Regions from separate parts of the Mus musculus genome. Here region 2 is linked to region 1. The links are chromatin contacts, called in public HiChIP or PLAC-seq maps. All regions are on one chromosome and are shown on one strand. The core of a region is the stretch at or near the end of the contact, and the rest is flanking DNA. Distances in the headings are between cores, read along the strand shown.

Evidence for each region. HiChIP or PLAC-seq counts read pairs in DNA pulled down with a chosen protein or histone mark.
Region 2: an H3K4me3 HiChIP or PLAC-seq map of stem cell-derived neural progenitor cells shows a contact between it and region 1, with 61 read pairs. The contact joins the enhancer-like site here to the promoter of Bub3 in region 1. A contact is called at or near these places in 15 of 39 promoter capture datasets (the 3T3-L1 cell line, 3T3-L1-derived adipocytes, the C10 cell line and 8 more), 1 of 15 datasets of contacts at CTCF or cohesin (stem cell-derived epiblast-like cells), 5 of 484 Hi-C or Micro-C datasets (cerebral cortex, embryonic limb bud, embryonic stem cells and 1 more), 29 of 115 datasets of contacts at active chromatin or transcription factors (the 230-238 cell line, acute myeloid leukemia, astrocytes and 18 more) and 3 of 9 other capture datasets (adipose tissue, liver and pancreatic islet).

The regions. Positions count from the first base shown.
Region 1 is chr7:131,559,032-131,562,574 of GRCm38.p6, forward strand. Bub3 (BUB3 mitotic checkpoint protein) reads left to right here and starts at 1,339. Exons shown (of 8, transcript NM_009774.4): 1 at 1,339-1,423; 2 at 1,679-1,873; 3 at 2,506-2,575. The coding sequence starts at 1,679.
Region 2 is chr7:131,880,830-131,884,372 of GRCm38.p6, forward strand. No RefSeq gene overlaps it. Among named protein-coding and RNA genes, the nearest start is that of Gm34645, 55 kb to the left of the region's middle. Within about 2 kb of position 1,597, at least 3 of the 459 cell types and tissues checked have an H3K27ac peak or open chromatin away from gene starts, as enhancers often do.

The DNA.
Region 1 (3,543 bases), core at 89-2,588:
TGTGCACACATAAGATCTTTCTTTCTTTCTTTCTTTCTTTCTTTACTTTTATTTTTTTAGACAGGGTTTCTCTGTGTAGCCCTGGCTGTCCTGGAACTCACTCTGTAGACCAGGCTGGCCTCGAACTCAGAAATCCACCTGCCTCTGCATCCCAAGTGCTGGCTGCGCCACCACTGCCCGGCAAGATCATTTTTCTTTTCTTTTCTTTTCTTTTTTTTTAAAAATGTACCTTGAAAGTTAAGTAGTTTAAAACTAGAGACAACTTCCTACTTCATGCAACAATTTCAAAATAAAAGGGATTGTCTCAAAAAGATGGGACAGAGAAAAAGAAGTTGTATCCAAGGATTAATTAGAAACTCAGTAACATTTTGCATGTCAGTATGCTACTATGTTGTTTGTTAAGTACTGCTTTTCTCTCACAGAACCAAAACAACCTTTTGATTCTCATATTTTTTAGAGGATTCTAGAAACAGAAAGTGCAGCAAACTGAGCCTGCAACTTCCATGATAATGCAGAGGAAGGTGGGAGAGGGAGGACAGTCACAATGCTAGGTCCTATGATGAACATTCCTAAGAGATTCTGGCTGATCGTTAAAGATTGGAAATATTTGTGTCCTGCTCTGTTCACCCTTATGGGTGTGGTACTCTTCTAAAGCAAGGAGTAGTTTGACTGAGTGTGTATTCCCAGAGCTGCTTAAGAGGCCTGACATTCAGGTGCTTGAAAACTGTGGAGAGATGAAACGATAAAAATGAGATCACTAGAACTCAAGGGAAATGAGTCTCTAGTTCACAAATTGATAACCCAGCAAAATAAAAGCAAATAGTACCTTTGACTAGAAATTATTCTTCAGTATGACTAGTCTGGATTAAGTCCAGGGGTATGTGCACGGCTAGAAAGAAAATATTAATTTATATCTATAGTAGTTATCAACCAAAATGAAATTCTGTGTCTGAGAGATAGAGGAGAAGGATGTCACAAGAGCTAGATAAAATCTCTTTTCTGCCTTCTAGTCTGTGGATGTTCAGGCAAGCAGCTCCAGGGAGACTACAACTCCCAGCATGCAGCATACAATTGTGGGCGGGCGTGAACGCCTTCATGACCTGAGCATACTTGGGAGTTGTAGTTTTCCCTCCGCAGCTCCAGAGATGTAACCTCGGCGTGGAGGTACTAAGAGACCCGGTGAACGGGGGGGGGGGGGGAAACGCGGCTTCCCTTTGAGCCGGAACAGGATGACTGCGGAAAATGAGGCAAGCAGTAAATCAGACCAATCAGCTGCCGAGATCGAGCCGTTGGCGTTCAAAATCAGCCAATGATAGGCCTGCTCCGGAGCTTCCTCTCCGCCTTCTCCGCTTTGCCTGCGAGTGCTCGGAGGGAAGCGGATCGGTAGTGGCCGGTGCAGAAACGTTGCTTAGGCGGACAGGAGGTAGAGGTTCGGGCGAGGGCGGGCGGAGCGGGATCTGTGGCCCGTGGCCGGCGCATCGATGCACAGAGGGATCCGGTCGAGGTCCATTGTGTTTTATATGGGGATCTGCGGGCAAGGAAGGAGGCCAGGCCGGGTGGAGCTCGGCGGAAGCGGGATGGCGGCCGGCCTGGATCAAGGGGGACTCGCGCAGGCGCAGGCCGTGGCCGGCCTCTGTTGCTCCGGTTAGGAACTCAGACTTAGCGTTTTGTTCTACAGATGACCGGTTCGAACGAATTCAAGCTGAACCAGCCACCCGAGGATGGCATCTCCTCGGTTAAGTTCAGCCCCAACACATCCCAGTTCCTCCTGGTCTCCTCCTGGGATACGTCTGTGCGCCTCTACGATGTGCCCGCCAATTCCATGAGGCTCAAGTACCAGCACACTGGTGCTGTCCTGGACTGCGCCTTCTACGTAGGTGGATTCAGTTTCTGCTCCTGTCCCCTTAATACTGAGATGTCCTAGGCCTTGCCAGTAGCATCTCATACACGGTTCGAGAATTCTGATAGTTCATAACTACTCGGGAATTCTTCCCTTTAGCCTGGCATCAAGCCTACTACAATGGTTTGTGTTCTTATTTCTTCTCTCGTGGCAATTTCAATCTCCATTTGTAAATTCAGACTTGAGTAAACTTTCTGGACATAGATAATTGAAGTTAGCAGCAAGACTGATTTTTAGCTATCCTTTGAAAAGTAATGAATGTTGTCTAATTTAGCCTTAACTCCTGGTGTCCACCTTGTATTTGCTTCCTTGTGGAGATCACTAACTTGCATTTTTGTTTGCTTCTTAGTTTCTGTCACACTGGACATAACACTTGGCTGTAGAAATAGCAATGTTGAAAATGCTTGCTAAAGCTTTGTAACTTTGAATTGGCTCCAAATGTAAGAGTGGGGTGGGAGGATGTGGTGGCCACAACTTTAATCCCAGAGGCAGAGGCAGGAAGAGCTCTTGAGTTTTGAGGCCAACCAGGGCTACATAGTGTCTTCCAAAAAAAAAAAAAAAAAAGTAAGAAAGAAAAAAAATCAAACCCAAATTTTGCTTTGTAGGATCCAACGCATGCCTGGAGTGGTGGATTAGATCATCAACTGAAAATGCACGATTTGAACACTGATCAAGGTATTAATATAGCTACATTTTACCAGTTTTTCTTTACTAGTGTATTTGTGTAGAAATGCTTATTTAAGAAGAGTAGGTGTTTTCAGTACTTATGTGAAGGCGGAACACGGCTTTGATAATAGACTTTTAAAATTGGATTAAGTTACCACAAATGGAACCTGAATTTTGCAGTAAAGCCCCTTCTGAGCACTGTCTTTTTTTTTTTTTTTTTTAAGATTTATTTATTTAATTTATAAGAGTACACTATAGCTATCTTCAGACACATAACAAGAGAGCATTGGATCTCATTACAGATAGATGGTTGTGAGCCACCATGTGGTTGCTGGGAATTGAACTCAGGACCTCTGGAAGAGCAAACAGCCAGTGCTCTTAACTGCTGAGCCATCTCTCCAGCCCCTGAGCACTGTCTTAAGTGTCTAGTGGAAGCATCATTTAAGCATTTGACTGTCACTATTAGAAGTCTTAAGCAGCGGACTGGACTCAGGGTCCGGTTTGTCAGGATTTCTTTGGACAGTTTGATATTTTAGGTTGGTCTTTTCACAGGCTAAAAAAAAAAGTACATTTTAAAAATGGAGCACGGTAGCCCCGTCATATTTATCTTAGTGATGCCTTTGCGTTCTTAGCAGGAGAATGTATTTCAGTTGGCTGTGTAAAAACATTTCTTAAGAGGTTTATGATTTCACTGTGGCAGGATTTGGAATGGAACCCAAGACGTGCAAAGCGCTCTGAGCTTTGTTTGCCTGCCCTGTATTGGATGTAGGTATACTGGAAAGCGATGGTGGGGGTGTAGACATGTGGCTACCTAGAGGCCAGCTTGAGCAATCCGAGTGGACTGAGAAGCACATCTGAGCCAGGTGTGATGCTGCTCCTGGAATCCCAGCACTTGGGAAGGGGAGGCGGGCGGATAAGAAATTCAAGGCCAGCCTCGGCTATATAGATAGTTTGAGGCCAGCCTAGACTACTAAGAC
Region 2 (3,543 bases), core at 347-2,846, 320 kb after region 1:
AGAAAAACAAACAAACAAACAACAACAAAAAAAAATCAATTTTAACTGCCAGTGTGGTCTTCTTGTGTAGTTTTTTTTTTTTTTTTTTTTTTTTTTTTGGACAAATAAGGGAGATTGCAAAAGAGCAAATGGCCTCTTACCCCAGGCCCTGATGGGGTCTGGAGCAGCACTGGACCCACCCATCAGGGAATTGACTGTTATACAACATGCTGGCCGTGAGAAAATGGCCAGGCTCTAGGTTAGGGACTCCTGTGTACTGTTGTCCTCAAATTCCATTTTAAAAAAACCTAGCCAATGTCCTTTAAAGATGCTGCCTGCATTTTAAAACACCAGAGCCATCAATTCTTGCCTCACAGTGTTAGTACTGCAGGAAGATAAGCCTTTCCTTGTCTTGCTCCATAGTTCTCCTCTGACATAAGGACCAGCTAGCGCAAAGCCAGGTGACACTTATGGCTATAGCCTCCCTTCTGAAAAATCACACAGTTTTTATAAGTGCAGCTGTGCTGCTCAGACTGGACATGACTCTCGCTGACCAGAGGAACAGTCTTGCTTGGTCTCCACTGACCAGCCCAGGAAGCTGAAAGAAGCCCTAGCTAAGAGGCTGGGTATCCCCACCACCACCTTACTCCCTGTTGGGAGCCATTTTGCTGGAATGGCTCCCAACATTTTCCTCTCCAGACTTCATTGGCTGACCTAGGCCCCGAACTCCTGTTTGAACTCTGCTCCTTGGGAGTGGGATAACCCCACACGTTGCTTTGTTCATATTTTGCCACCAGGCCTCACTGGTGGTTGATGTGTGTGAATCCAAGGGTAAAGGCCCTTAGAGATGCCTGAGAAGAGAAGAAGGATCCTAAGGTTTGTCGTTTGCATGCGTGGAAGGGAATAGAAGCCTCTGCAGCCTCTGGTAGACAATATCCCAAGAGGAACAGTGAGGAGGCCCTGGGACCCCACTGGGTGGCTCCACAGGCCTGGGTGGGAGAAACTCCTGTCCAGTGAGCACACAGTACCTTGGGCTGGCTGTCAGAAAACCACTCAGCAAATGAATGCCAGAACTTACTGTTGGGAAACACAGGCTCCAGACTTGGCCCCGTGCTTCTTAACCAGGGTAAAGGAGTCACTTTGGTGAAGACCCAGGCAAGGCCCAGAGCTTGATCCTACCAAGGAATGTTCTTACTCTCTGTTACAGTGAATACCAGAAGGGGATGTGGCAATTTCACGCATTCCAAGTCGAACTCTAGCCTGCTGGTCTCAGCCACAAGGCCCAACTGGACAGGGTTAAGAGAATGAGCCAGGGACCCTGAGCTGGCCTTTAGGTGTCAGGACCTCAGACAGAGCCAAAAGCAAGCTGGGAAGTGTCACCTGCCAGAGCTTCTTAGGGTGACAGGATCCTGACTTTCTTCACTGAGTCTCCCCTCACCAGGGGTCACCAGTGATCTATTCAGACCTACAATCTGTTTCGCTTACTTCACTTTTGTTCAGGCAATGTCTGTTTTCAGCAGACAACCACCCAGGGCTAGGCACTGCTGGTAACACAGAAACCAAACAGGGACCCACCATGCCCTGCTTGGCAAAAGTGCAGAGGGGTGAGAGAGTATATGTCTTCAGTGGGGAGAGGCTGCCCCCTGGTGGTTTGAAGCTGTACTGCATATGACGCAGCCTGGAGGGCAGGCAAGAGCTTTTTTGCATCAGCTTACACTGTTTTCTTTCAGAGCCCACCAGACACATAATTTAGCAACATCCATTTTGGCACTATGTACACCAGTAAAACCAGCAAACACAACCTGGAGTGCCAGATCTTAAATATCCACCGGCACACCACCCAGGGACCAGCCAAGCCTGAGAGCAGAGAGTTCTCGATAAGCAATATTCTCTCATTGAGCCCCAGTTCACATGTCCGTGAGAAAAGGAATTCGTCATTACAAGAAAAACTGTGACACACCTAGGGTGTTGGAAACAGGAAAACCTGGCCAAGATAAAGCCCCCACCTTTTGTGGGGTTTGTGTTCCAGTGGGAGACAAAAATAAATGAGAAAATTCAAATACGTTCTGTCTAATACAATCCAGGTGAAAGGTGAGCAGAGCTGTTTGAATATGAAGTGGGGCATATGGAGAGAGGGTAACTGCGAGCCGTGCTAGGTGAGCCCTGGAGGGGATTTGTTCTAAAGTCAAAAGTGCTCCAGTTAGAAGGAACAGTAAGGGTGTACTGGCAGGTGCCAGAGACTCCTCGCCTGGAAGTCAGCTATCTCAAGTGCTGTCGTTGGACCAGCAGAGAGGGAGCAAGTCACAGAGGAGACTGGAGGGACTTTAAGAACCCAGTCTTAAGAGTGAGGAATGCCAACAAGGCTTGCAGAGCAAGTGACACCTCCTGCTATACCAACTTGAAAAATCGCCTTGCCTACCCTCTCGAGCACCAATCTTGTGCACCGTGCATTTCCATCTGTGCTGTTGCCCCTATTCCTAGAAAGGACTCGGGGCACAGAGAGACTGGGAGTCTCCTCAAAGACACAACTATTTGGGGGTTCTGAAGCATGCAGTGCAGTTCCAGTGGCTTTGCATCTCATGCACAGCCACACTGGGGCCTCCTTCCTTCCACGTCCACTGTGTGGTACTTACTCGGGTTGCTGGAGCTTCCTCCTGTTCCTTATACCCTTCCTCTTTCTCCCCTAGACCCTTTCCACCCTCCCAGTTCCCAACAAGGATAAGTAAATGCCTTTAATTGTCATCTGGATACAGTCTAGAATTACCTGAGAAAAGAGTCTTAATGTGATGCTGTCTCCATGGGTTTTCAGTGAACATGACTGTGGAAGATTAATTAACTAAATTGACGTGGGAAGACCCAGTCCACTTTGGGTGGAACCCTTGCCTAGGCAGGGGGTTCTGAACCATATAGAAGCAGAGAAATTGAGTTGCACATAAGCAGGCAAACAAGTGAGCATATATGCATTTGTTTCTCTGCTCTTAGCTGTGGCTGTGCTGTGAGTAGCTGCCTCAAGATCCCTGCCTTGGTGCCTTCTGTGCTACGATGGATCACCACCTTAAAATTTACGCTAAAATAAACCCATTATTTTCTAAGTTGCTTTTTATCAGGGTATTTTATTACAGAAACAGAAGTGAAAGTAGAACATAAATTGGTACCAGGAGTTGGGGCTGTTATGATAAACCTGATCGAGTGACACTGAAATAACCACACACACACACACACACACACACACACACACACACACACACCCAAGCTGGTTTATTTCCTGAGTACTTTTTCACAGCAACAGAAATACAATTAGAACAGCATATATTTCTTGACTTTATGTTTGGCTGCATTAGACTCTACCTGGACCATCTTCTAGAGCCAGTTCTACATCCCACTGGTCCTTCTGGCTTTGAAGTCCCAGCCTGACTAGGAACTTCTTGGTGTTATAATCATGATGAACCTATGATATGACCAAGTACTGTGCATTAGGCAAGGAGCACTTGTGTGACATCTCCTTTCATATTCTCAAGCACGTAGCCAAGAAGTTGAGAATGTCATCTCCACTCAGGTCCACCC